Linked DNA regions of Ovis canadensis: region 2 is linked to region 1. The links are chromatin contacts, called in public Hi-C maps. All regions are on one chromosome and are shown on one strand. The core of a region is the stretch at or near the end of the contact, and the rest is flanking DNA. Distances in the headings are between cores, read along the strand shown. Region 1 overlaps TRIO (trio Rho guanine nucleotide exchange factor). Region 2 holds the start of TRIO (trio Rho guanine nucleotide exchange factor).

The links. Hi-C and Micro-C count contacts between places; a contact is called where the count stands out from the background.
Region 2: a contact with region 1 is called in a Hi-C map of fibroblasts, with 4 times the contacts expected there. The contact joins the promoter of TRIO here to the enhancer-like site in region 1. A contact is called at or near these places in 2 of 2 Hi-C or Micro-C datasets (fibroblasts and lung).

Annotation. Positions count from the first base shown.
Region 1 is chr16:72,187,032-72,192,752 of ARS-UI_OviCan_v2, forward strand. All of the region lies in intron 1 of TRIO (trio Rho guanine nucleotide exchange factor), which reads right to left. Among named protein-coding and RNA genes, the nearest start is that of TRIO, 120 kb to the right of the region's middle. Within about 2 kb of position 3,355, the one cell type or tissue checked has open chromatin away from gene starts, as enhancers often do. A contact at or near this core is called in fibroblasts, where this site is marked.
Region 2 is chr16:72,307,908-72,313,720 of ARS-UI_OviCan_v2, forward strand. TRIO (trio Rho guanine nucleotide exchange factor) reads right to left here and starts at 1,806. Exons shown (of 57, transcript XM_069556151.1): 1 at 1,214-1,806. The coding sequence starts at 1,385.

The DNA of each region.
Region 1 (5,721 bases), core at 2,105-4,604:
AGGATGCTCGGAGGGAGCAAGCCGTAGCTGCGGATCCTCACCCATGGGGATTTGAAAAGAGGATCCCCTTCCACCGCCACCAGATAAGAAAACGCTGCTTCCGGCCATTCCCTCAACAGCCTGTGCCCGCAGGCGCCCCGGCCAGGGCAGGGCGGAGCCTTCAGGGAGATGCCACCTCCACGGCTGTCCTGGACTCCACACCACAGCAGCAGGCACTGCCTGTCACACAACCCTCAGCAAGAAGAAGGTCCCGATTCCTGGGCAGGGACCCCAGGAGAGGCCGGCATCCTTGACAATTCCCGCCAACTCTGGGCTACACTATTTATTAACGACCTTGATGGCGAGAACGATGCTAATTAGAACTGGCATGTTCCTGACCGCCCCACAGGAAGACGATCGTACTGATAGGAAAACAAAGTGGAGGAAACGAGACAGCCTTCACCTGCCATGCCCCACTGTAAGCCACAGACTGACTCCTGTGGGTCCTCAGTGTCTTCAGAGTAGCTACTCTAGCCAACCAGTTCCTGAATCGCCTCCCTAGATTAAGTAAGATTCACCATTTTTCCAGAAGAAGAAAGACACGTGAGTCAAGGGCTAAACTGGTGTGGAAATGCATTTAACTTTTATCATGACATCTGTACATGTCCCAACATAGACTAGAATGTAAATTCTAAATAGTTTCACTGCAATATTTTTGTTGAATATGCCACAGAAGAAGAAATGTTACTGTCATTAAAATTGACAATGAAAACATCTAAAACAGAAAAGAGAAAAACGAAACAAAACAAAAAAGAGAACCATAAAACTAACCACACAAAGACACCGAGTTTGTGGCTATTATTAGGCGGTCACCTAAGCATTATGTTTAACCCGGTTTCCATTTTTAAAAACAGGCAAAAGACGGAGGCAGCCTGTACACACACTGAAGCCAGATTAAATATATCATGTAACTTTCAATGAAAAGCAGGAAGAACTCAGCCATGAAGCATCCTCAGATCAAAAGGCAGATTCAGTTCCAGGCCCTGAAGAGCTATTTATGAAAATGGAGCGCATGACTACAAAAAACTTACAAATAAATGCCTTCTGGGTTATTCCAGTGATTCCAGACTACACTACAGATAGGATAACTCCTACTGCCTGGCTTCCTGATGCATAAAAGGACCAAGCTGTGGCTCTTAAGCTTGTGGGACAAAGGATACACCCAGCAACCATGCTGGAAGCACACGTCTGTCCTTCCACACTCTCAGCGTTCTGGGGAAAGGACAGGTGAATGCCATCTTAGAGTGACAACTGCGAGACCCCAGACCATACCAGTGCCACAGACCACGTAACTCAGCACTTTACTTCCAAGGGCCACCAAACTTCACAGAGAGAATTTCAGGATATCAGTCCTGAATATTCACTGGAAGGACTGATAATGAAGCTGAAATTCCAATCCTCTGGCCACCTCAGGCGAAGAGCTGACTCATTGGAAAAGACCCTGATGCTGGGAAAGATTGAAGGTGGGAGGAGAAGGGGATGACAGAGGATGAGGTGGTTGGATGGCATCACCAATTCGATGGACATGAGTTTGAATAAGCTCTGGGAGTTGATGATGGACTGGAATGCTGCAGTCCATGGGGTCACAAAGAGTCGGACACGACTGAGAGACTAAACTAAGGAAAGAAAGGGCAAAAAAAAAAAAAAGGAAGAGAGAGAGAGAGAGAGAGAGAGAGAGAGAGAGAGAGAGAGAGAGAGAAAAGCAACATGAATGGGGATAATAAACAGAGGTAAATGGCCAAAGTCAGAGGACAGGTAGTTGTTGGACCATTTCGTAAATTACATACTTTTCCAATTACACAGGCGGTGCTAGAGAAGACTCTTGCGAGTCCCTTGGACTGCAAGCAGATCCAACCAGTCCATCCTAAAGGAGACCAGTCCTGGGTGTTCACTGGAAGGACTGATGCTGAGGCTGAAAATCCAAAACTTTTGCTCACCTCATGCGAAGAGTTGACTCATTGGAAAAGACCCTGATGCTGGGCGGGATTGGGGGCAGGAGAAGAGGGGACGAAAGAGGATGGGAAGGCTGGATGGCATCACTGACTTGATGCACATGAATTTGGGTAAACTCTGGGAGTTGGTGATGGACAGGGAGGCCTGGCGTGCTGCGATTCATGGGGTCGCAAAGCGTCCGACACGACTGAGCGACTGAACTGAACTGATACTGAAGTGTGTGGAGAGAGACTGGACACTTGTTACAATTTAAAGTACATTTTGCTGAGACAGAGAAGCCCATGTGAATTTTAATGAAATGCTAGCTTCAGGGCACAGTGAAGATGCAGTCAGCCAAAGCTCACCAAGCTCCTTCTTGGTGCAAAGGGGATGTCCCAGGGGAGGCCTAAAAGGCAGGCAACAACTGTTCTCTTAAACCAAATGTGAGAGAAATTTGACCAGAACATTCATATGATAAACGTTCTATGATAATGTTCATATGATAAACGTATTACTCTCGATCTTGATGTTTCTTGAATGCTATTGGGGGTGGGGGGGCGCCTACAAATCTGATTTCATCGTGAACATAAATGTGCCGTTAGCGGTTGATGACCTTCTTTCCTCGTTCATTTGGTTTCAGTCAACACAAATAACACCTTTTCCCTCAAGCAATCATATTTGAATATTCAGAAATTTTAACATTTTCATTTAAAAATATCTCAAACCCCGCCCTCCAGGTTCAGCATGATGTGACTTGCCAAAATTGATTCTGCTATCACCTTTCAGATTGCTATTTGGCTCAGTAGTCTGTTGATTTGTGATCTATTTCAATCCCCCCTCAACCCCCGCTCCCAAATTATCCACATTCCCTAAAGTGACTCGCATTATGTTGCCCATCAGGAGGACTGCTTTTCCCCTCTTCCTCTAAATCCACCTGCAAGCCAGAGGACCCGTCTGTTTCTTTCACTGCTGTTTCCCAGATGTCAGGCACAGGATGGTCAATGAACATGGGCTGACTGCACGAACGAATGAGCAGACAATGAACTAACAGAACAACAATACTTCTCCAGCTTCTTGCCCCTGAAACCCCCACAGAGGCACCCCAGTGTTCCTTACCACTTTCCGTTCCAGGTTTGTAAACTATTAAGCTCAGTATTGTTCAGATGGCCTATAGTATGACTTACACTTCTAACAAGGAAAATTAACCTCTGGGTCCTAAGAGTAAACATTCCACAAGTTATTCAGCAATGGAAAACCTTTTAGTTGTACCAGTGGTCTGAATCAACTTATTTTTTACCCCTCCACTCTACAAGGAGGTACTGCATTGTTACTGTGAACAAATACCTTCTGAAGCGAGTCACTGCTGACCAGAATGCTCACAGGCTTGGTCACTTCCTTGGTATCAGATTTTTTTTAAAAACAACAAACAGAAAAGGAAGAGCTACCCACTGCCCCCACCCCTCAGCGTGTTGTTGTTTTTTCAATTTAAAAAGAAAGCACCACAGAAATATTTTTACAATGAGCAAAAAGCTTTTATGCCGCACATCATCCCAACAAAATTTATGTAGCTGTTTTAAAAAGAATTAAGATGAAGCAAATCAAATGAGTTTTAAAAATGAATCAAATTTTTAAAAGTCTAAACCAAAACACAGGTTAGTATTTTCCCTCCATATTTCTTCTGGGACTACTGACATATACTAGTCATTTGAAATTATACCTAATCCTCCAACTACATGAGTCAATTTTTTTTTAAAGTAAAAACAGTGTTAGGAAAAAAAATACCGTCATTTCTTCCCCATTTGAGCTGTAACCAATGAACTGGCACCTTGTTCTGAACAGCCCAGTTCACCTTCACTGGGATTTGTCCCTAAATGACAAGGCAAACTGCCCTGCTCATCCGTTTTCAGAGGTCGCATTTGCCTGTCAGCTGTTCTACTTTAGTATTTACTAAGCGGGAAACCTGAAAGTGGGGGAGGACTGCAAAGATCCCCATCCTTATAAAAACACAGCTTGTAGCGGCAAAAAAAAAAAAAAGTTAATAAGTAAAGCAGCATCTTGAAAGAACAAAGAAAAGCAACGTGCAGCAGTAAGCTGGAGGGTTCCTATTAGTACGGAGTCTTGGTGGTGATTACCGAATGTTACTCATCACTTTATTTAGGGGAGAGCCGCGCGCATGCACCCCAGAGCACAAAGAGCCGGGTGATAACGTCTCTGCATCAGCGGCCGCGCGCACGCGCAGACAGAGGTGACGTCACCCTTTCCAGGCAGGCCGTCCGCAGTTCCGAGTCCGGACCTTTCTCCGCAGTGCCTGCAGGATTAGTCACGGATCACGGGGAGCGGTGCCGCGCGGGGCACGCGGTTTGCGCTATCAGGGATTTTAGCCCGGCAAGCACTGAGATCAGTGTTGCGTAGGAAGGAAGCATTTTCTCTAAGCCTGCATCCTCTCTGAAGATGAGGGCGGGGCGGGGGGGGGGGGGGGGGGGGAAGAGACAAGGTTGTAAATCAAATGTTTTTACCTGTCTTCTTTACTAATATATAAAAAATCAAAACAATGCAAGGCTTATATTATTTTCCCATATATCTGTAAGTGCAGTCCACACACACAAGATCATTACGAGGGTCGGACACGACTTAGCAACTGAACAACAGCAGCAACAGACTGCATATAAAGTGAAGTATTTATACCAAGAATAGGGACATGCTCACAGGCCACCACGCAGGAATATGGATGGGGTTTCATACTGCAGCATTATAATTTTTACTTATAACCTTTATGGTTATAATAACTGTCAGGCTCACTGATTTATTCCTTCACATAATTTTAGAAGCAATAGCCTGTAACATCATACTGCGAGAGAGGTTTGATTGATTCGAGGCCGTTAAGAATGTTTCAACTTAAAAGAGCTCTGACTTTTAATGTCTTGAGCACAAAATATAGAAAAACAAAGAAAAATTATCACGCACACAAAAAGAAACCATAACAAGAATATTTTGACTATTACACATACTTTACTATAATGAAAACATCTGTAGAATTTTTAACATTTGATGATTTAATTATATGGTAACTGTTAGAGGTTAATTTAAAAGCATCAATAATAGGCCAGTGAAAGGAAATATTCCAACAGTCAAAATAGGAAGAGGAATAGCAAAAAAAAAAGGGAGTGGGGGGGGGGGGGTAATTCTACAATCTCATAAATCAACAAAGAACCATGTGCCCAGATGTGCCATTTATCTTTGCCTCCCCAGGGGCCAGCTCGGGGCCAAGCACAGAGAAACCTTATCCTCGTGTCTGTCTGATGCCAAGAGAAAGAACCCGTCTGGCTGTGTTTATGCTGGTACTGCCCTAGAGGCCTCTGGGGGAAGCTCGCCCAGGCTGCATCTTGGGACCTATCACTCATGCTAAACTACATTTACATTTACACACACACATACACTTGCAGACACATAGCTCTGTGTGCTGATGGACATCGAGTAAGATTTGCTTTACATAAGGAGCAGCCTCTCAGGAAAACTGTTTAAAAAGTTAATTTGCAGCCAACGAGTAACAGTCACACAACAGTCCAACTGGAGCAAACAGAGCAAGGCTGACTGCTAAACGCAGCTTCTTTCATCGTGACAGCAAACAGTCCATAAGGGGTAGTACCCTAACCCTCTACCAAACAAGAAAAAAATCTAATACACGGGTATATTTGTTTTAATGCACATCACAATCAAATTCTGAAAAAGGCTTTGGAAAATAAAGCTGTA
Region 2 (5,813 bases), core at 556-3,055, 120 kb after region 1:
CATCTGAACTCACCAGATCACCCATCTGATCTCACAGGATCTGGCGACTGGATTTTGAAAGGGGCCACGAAGAAACGTGAGCCTCCGGCCTCCGGCGGGCGCCCCGTCGCAGTCCGCTCCCCCGACGTCCTCCCGGGAGCTGCCACCAGCACCCCGCGCGCGCCCCGCGCCCATCCGCCCGCCCCGGCCTGGCCCGCCCTCCTCGGCTTTCCAGCGCCCAGTCTGCAACCTCCCTGCCCCGCGCCTGGTCCGCCGGGCACCGCGCTGCGGGGCCGCGAGGTGGCCCGGACGCGCGAACAAACTGGACTGGGCGCGGGGACACAAGGGAGCGGGCTGGACGAGGCGCCGCCGCCGGGGTCCCCAGGACGCCCTGTCACGCCTCCCGCGCCGGTTCCCCGCGGGCGGGTCGCAAAGCTCGCCTCTCCCGTGACCAACTCCCTCCTCTTTGCCTAAGAGACACACGGCCACCCCGGCACTACCTGCCGGGCAGGGCCCAGCGCGTGCCGGCCCCGCATCTCCACCCCCGGGGCCACCACGTCCCCAGAGTGTCTCTCCCGGGCTACCCCCGGAGACAATGGCTCACCCATCGCCCGGCCGGCCGCGCTCCATTTCAGCCATCACCGCCCTCCTCCCCTCCCCGGGCGGCCAGTGCCCCGGCAGCCCCGTTTCACAGAAGTGTAGATCGAGGCCGGGGAGGTGACAGACGAGAGAAGAAACCTGGCTGCTTATGGAGCTGAGGAGGGACCACAGACAAATCGGCCACGGAGACCAGGCCAAATGAGAGACCGCTTTCCCGGGGCCCGGCCCCGCCGCCCCCGTCCGCTCGGCCTCCGGGGAACAGGGGGGCCTCCGCCCTCGCCGTCCCTGCCGCCGCCGCCTCATCCGCCCTCCCGCGAAGGAGACAAAGAGCCGGCGCCCCAACCGGTGGAGCGGTAGCCGCTGGGGCGGGCGACGGGGAGATTTCACCCGGGAAACCAGGGGCGGGGGCGAAGGGAAGGGCGAGCCGGAGGCGCCCGGGCCGATCCGCGGCGCTCGGGGCGGCGCGGGCAACGGGACCCGCGGGTGTTGGGGCGCAGGGCAGCGGCCTGGGCGGGCGCGCTCCGAAGCCCGATGGGCGGGCGAGCAAGAACCGGGCGCGCCGGGGACCGCGGACCTCGCCTCCACGGCGGGGGCCGGTGGCGGAGCGCGCGGGCAGCGGCGCGGGTGCACTCACCGGATCGGAAGAAGGCCGCGATGTCGGCCAGGTCCTTGGCCGCCTCCTCGGCTCCCTCGCCGGCGCCGCCCCCGCAGCCCGAGCTCGCCGCGCTGGCCGCAGCGGCGGGGCCGGAGGACGCGGCGGGGGCGGCGGCAGCACCGCCGCCGCCGCTGCTGCTGCTGCCGCTCATGGCTGCGGCTGCGCCCGCGGCCGCGCCCGGCTCGGGCCCCGCGCCCCTAGCGCCGCGCGCCGCCCGCTCCGCGCCGGGCCTGGCGGCGCCGATCGCCCTGCTGTCCGCGCCCGGCGCGTGGACGCAGAGCCCCGGGGCGGCGGCGGCGGCGGCGGGCGGCGGCGGCGGCTCGGCCCGAGGAGCGCGCCCACATAGACGAGGACTCCGCCCGGGAGCCGCGAGCCGGCCGCGGGGCGGGAGCGCGGAGCCACGGCCTCGGCAGCGCCGGCCGGAGCGCGGGCAGCCACGCGCACCGCGGCGCCGGACACGCAGTCGCGAGGGCGGCGGGGGATGGGGGGGCCCGAGGGGGCCGGCGGGAGCTCCGCGATCACGGACGCCGGCGGCCGCTGCGAGCCTCCATCTTGATTTCAGATGGGGAAAGGAAGGAGAGGGGAGGGGGGAAAATCACGGCGGAGGGAACCCGGGTGAAAGGAAAAGGGAGAGCAGGGAAAGGAGAGGAAGGGGGAAAAAAAAAAAAAGAGAGAGGGGCTTCGGGAATTTCCGGTGAATATCGTCTGGGGCCGGAGCGTGGGCTCGGCGGGTGGGCGGGGCGTGTGATGGGCGGGGCCTGGCGGGAGGGGCGGGGCCGCGCAGGAGGGCTGGCGGGCGGCGGCGGGAGCGTTTCAGCGTTGTTCCGTCTTGCGGGCGGCGGCGAAAAGGAGGGAACGCTCTGAGGCAGCGAGGGCGCGCACCTTTCCAGGCGCGGCATGGCGCCCCCCGTTGGACGCTCGCTCCTGCAGCGCCGCACCGCCCTCCGATCGCTGGAGCTGTTGATGACTGATCTCACCGCGGGGCGGGCTGACTCCTGCTCAGGGCCCGGTGTGCGCGTAGTCTGGGCTCCACAATCGTTGTTGAATGGAAAGAGATCATGAAAACGGGTCGTGTGTTGTACTCCAGCCTCAGAGGGAATAATGGAGCAGGCCTCTGAACTGGGGGCCGTCTGTCTCCTCGTCTGCCACAGTCTCCTTCGGGACTCACAGCTCCTCCGCCCCTGCTCCACCAGAATGTAGAGAAGGGGGAAGGTGATGATGGCTAAGGAGACCAAAGGAAGTGAGGGGTAGGTGACATCCAGCTTTAAGGAAGATCCGTGTCACGCCCTCATTTGACAAAATATTCGAGTACAAACACCTATGTACGTGGCTACAACCGAAGGGAGCAAAAGGTGTCTAGTGCGCCGGAAGCAAGAAGAGATAGATAAGATTGATTAAAAAAAAAACTGGTGGAATACTGATGAAACCAATATACATGAACACTGGAAATGAACAATTAAGGAAATGAATAGTGAATGATGAATACCAAGTTTTTCATTGTGAGGAAGTCTAGAATGATCTGTGTGGTACGGAATTAGAGTTGGAGACGTCAGTATGAACCCTTGTTTAGATTAATATAGATGCAGGTGGGTAAGAAAAGATTTGCAGATATGTGTGTATATATACACAGGCTCTAACATGTATGTACATTTCCTTGCTCTGTCAACTGAGTGAATTTGGCATAACACTTGTAGCAAGTCGCACATCAGGCACTCAGATCTTTATTAACACCGTTCTTCAGTAAAAGGAACCCGGGTTCCTCAGGTGAATTGGCTGACTCTGGGACTAGAACAGGAAATATACAAGAGAACCTAGAGCATCTTGTTGTGCCAGATGATAAGGAAGTGCTACGAAAAAATGTTTATTTAATCAACATCCAGAACAATGATGAAGGTCTCTCGAAGGGACACAGAAGCCCATTGAAAGAGCTCCCAGTGATCAAAGCTGTAACAATTTGAACAGCAAAATAAAGCAATGTTCTATTATACCCAAAGTATAAAATAAATATCCATGAGTGCATACCGATATAATGCAATGATTGAATGAGTAAATAATTAAGAGAGAAGAGACAAATGTTCCTCGAAGAAGAATTCAAAATAAATACTTAGATACTCTGCCCTCAGTGAGATGGAATAGTCCTTAACTGTGGTCTGCACATTCAACTTCCAGAAGAGTAACTTTATAATGAAGAAAACTGACAAACATTACTTCACAAGATCACCAGCAGAGATAAATCATGTGGATAGTATGTACCCTTGATATGATGTAATGAAAATGCCACTTTAGCCCTATTGTATTCCTCCCAGAAACACAGTCTAACCATGAGAAAAATAACAGACAAATCCCAGTTAAGGGCGTTCTACAAATGACCTGACCAATACTTCCCCAAACTGTTAAGGTCAACAGAAGTAAGGAAAGTCTGAAAATTGTCACAGACAAGACGAGCCCAAGGAAACAATAACTAAATATAATGTAGTACCCTTAAGGATCCTGGAACCAAGAAAGCACATTAGGTAAAAACTAAGAAAATATGAATAACATATGGACTTTAGTTAATAATAATGTACCAGTACTGATTCATTTATTGTGAGTAATATGGGAAAATTGGATTGAGCTATAAGGGAACTCTGTACTATTTTCACAACTTGTCTTATTATTTTAGAATCTAAATCTATTCTAAAATAGCTTATTTTTAAAAAATTTTTAATTATGTGTAGAATATCAAAAAGAAAACAATTCAGTTGGTCCAAATTTCACAGGCTATCAGCTCAGGTGTGCTGATGTTTCTTTTTCTTATTTTTCAGTTGGGTAATTTCTGTCTCCAGCTCCCATTTCTCTTCATGGCTTAATCCTAGTTTGGAGAAAATAATCTCCAGGAGCTTTCTTTGCCAGCTGAGTACATTCCCCTTCCTGCCTTCTCCCTAAGGTTGAAGCCAGACTCCCAGAGGCATTGGTGAGGTGGGGATGGGGAGATTGCACCTGGCCCTTGGTCTTCAACCTAGACAGCATATTAAAAAACAGAAACATTACTTTGCTAAAAAAGGTCCATCTAGTCAAAGCTATGGTTTTTCCAGTAGTTATGTATGGATGTAAGAGTTGGACTATAAAGAAAGCTGAGCGCCGAAGAATTGATGCTTTTAAATTGTGGTTCTGGAAAAGATTCTTGAGAACAAGGAGATCAAACCAGTCAATCCTAAAGGAAATCAGTTCTGAATGTTCATTGGAAGGACTGATGTTGAAGCTGAAACTCCAATACTTTGACCACTTGATGCGAAGAACTGACTCATTGGAAAAGACCCTGATGCTGGGAAAGACTGAAGGTGGGAGGAGAAGGGGATGACAGAGGATAAGATGTTTGGATGGCATCACCAACTCGATGGACATGAGTTTGAGTAAACTCCGGGAGTTAGTTGGTGATGGACAGGGAAGCCTGGCATGCTGCAGGCATGGGGTCGCAAAGAGTCAGACACAACTGAGTGACTGAACTGAACTTGGTCATCATGAGCCCGTGCTAGCACTGAGGCTCATGTGTGTCCTGTGTGTGTCCACCTCCTTGATGATCCTACTCGGACTGAAGGCATTGCCATGACTTTGCTGCTTTCTGCTGTTCTATCCTGCTCACCAACCACTGGGGCCCCTGGTCGCCTGCTGGCAGTCAGCACCCCTCCTGAGCTCCTGAGCGGAATGTCAAGAAGACATTCCACTGTTCCCTGGGTTGCTCAGTCCCACCCCACAAAGTGAGGCCCTGTGCTCTCTGCTCCCAGACCCCCAAAGCCTACCTTGGCACAGACTTCCTCTTTCAGAGATTCACATGGGGGTCTAAAGTGATCCATTTCCTCTCCCTCCGAATTGCAGAATTGTAATTTCCTCTGCAGGAAGTAAACTTCATCCCAGATTCATCATACTTCCTTCCAAATCTTTTATTTCGGCATAACCTTTGTGTTCCCAGGAAATGCTGTTTTTAATTTAGAAAACCCCATTCCCTTCCATTCTTCCCTCTGCCATAGGTTCCAGAAGTTTCTCTTGAAATTTAGAAGCCAGTGCTAACATCTTTCTTTCACTCTGCATGCCTCCCCTACCACCCTGCCTGTGGGTAGTGAATATGGATGCCCCTCTCTGCCGCCTAAATGGTGGAGAAAGATCATGAATTTGAAAACATCAAAACTGCTGGGGGGGCAGGGAGCAAGACTGAATGTTAACCAGCTACAGAAAGATGGTGGTCCTTGAAAAGTGTCAGTTGGAAGAGGCTAACTCCTGAAAGATCAAACCAGTCAGTCCTAAAGGAAATCAATCCTGAATGTTCATTGGAAGGACTGATGCTTAAGCTGAAGCTCCAGTACTTTGGCCACCTGATGCAAAGAGCCAACTCATTAGAAAAGACCTTGATGCTGGGAAAGATTGAGGGCAGGAGGAGAAGGGGATGACAGGGGACAAAATGGTTGGACGGCATCACCGACTCAATGGGCATGAGTTTGAGCAAGCTCCGGAAGATAGTGAAAGACAGGGAAGGCTGGTGTGCTGCAGTCCATGGCATCGCAAAGTGTCAAACATGACTGAGTGACTGAACAACAACTCCTGC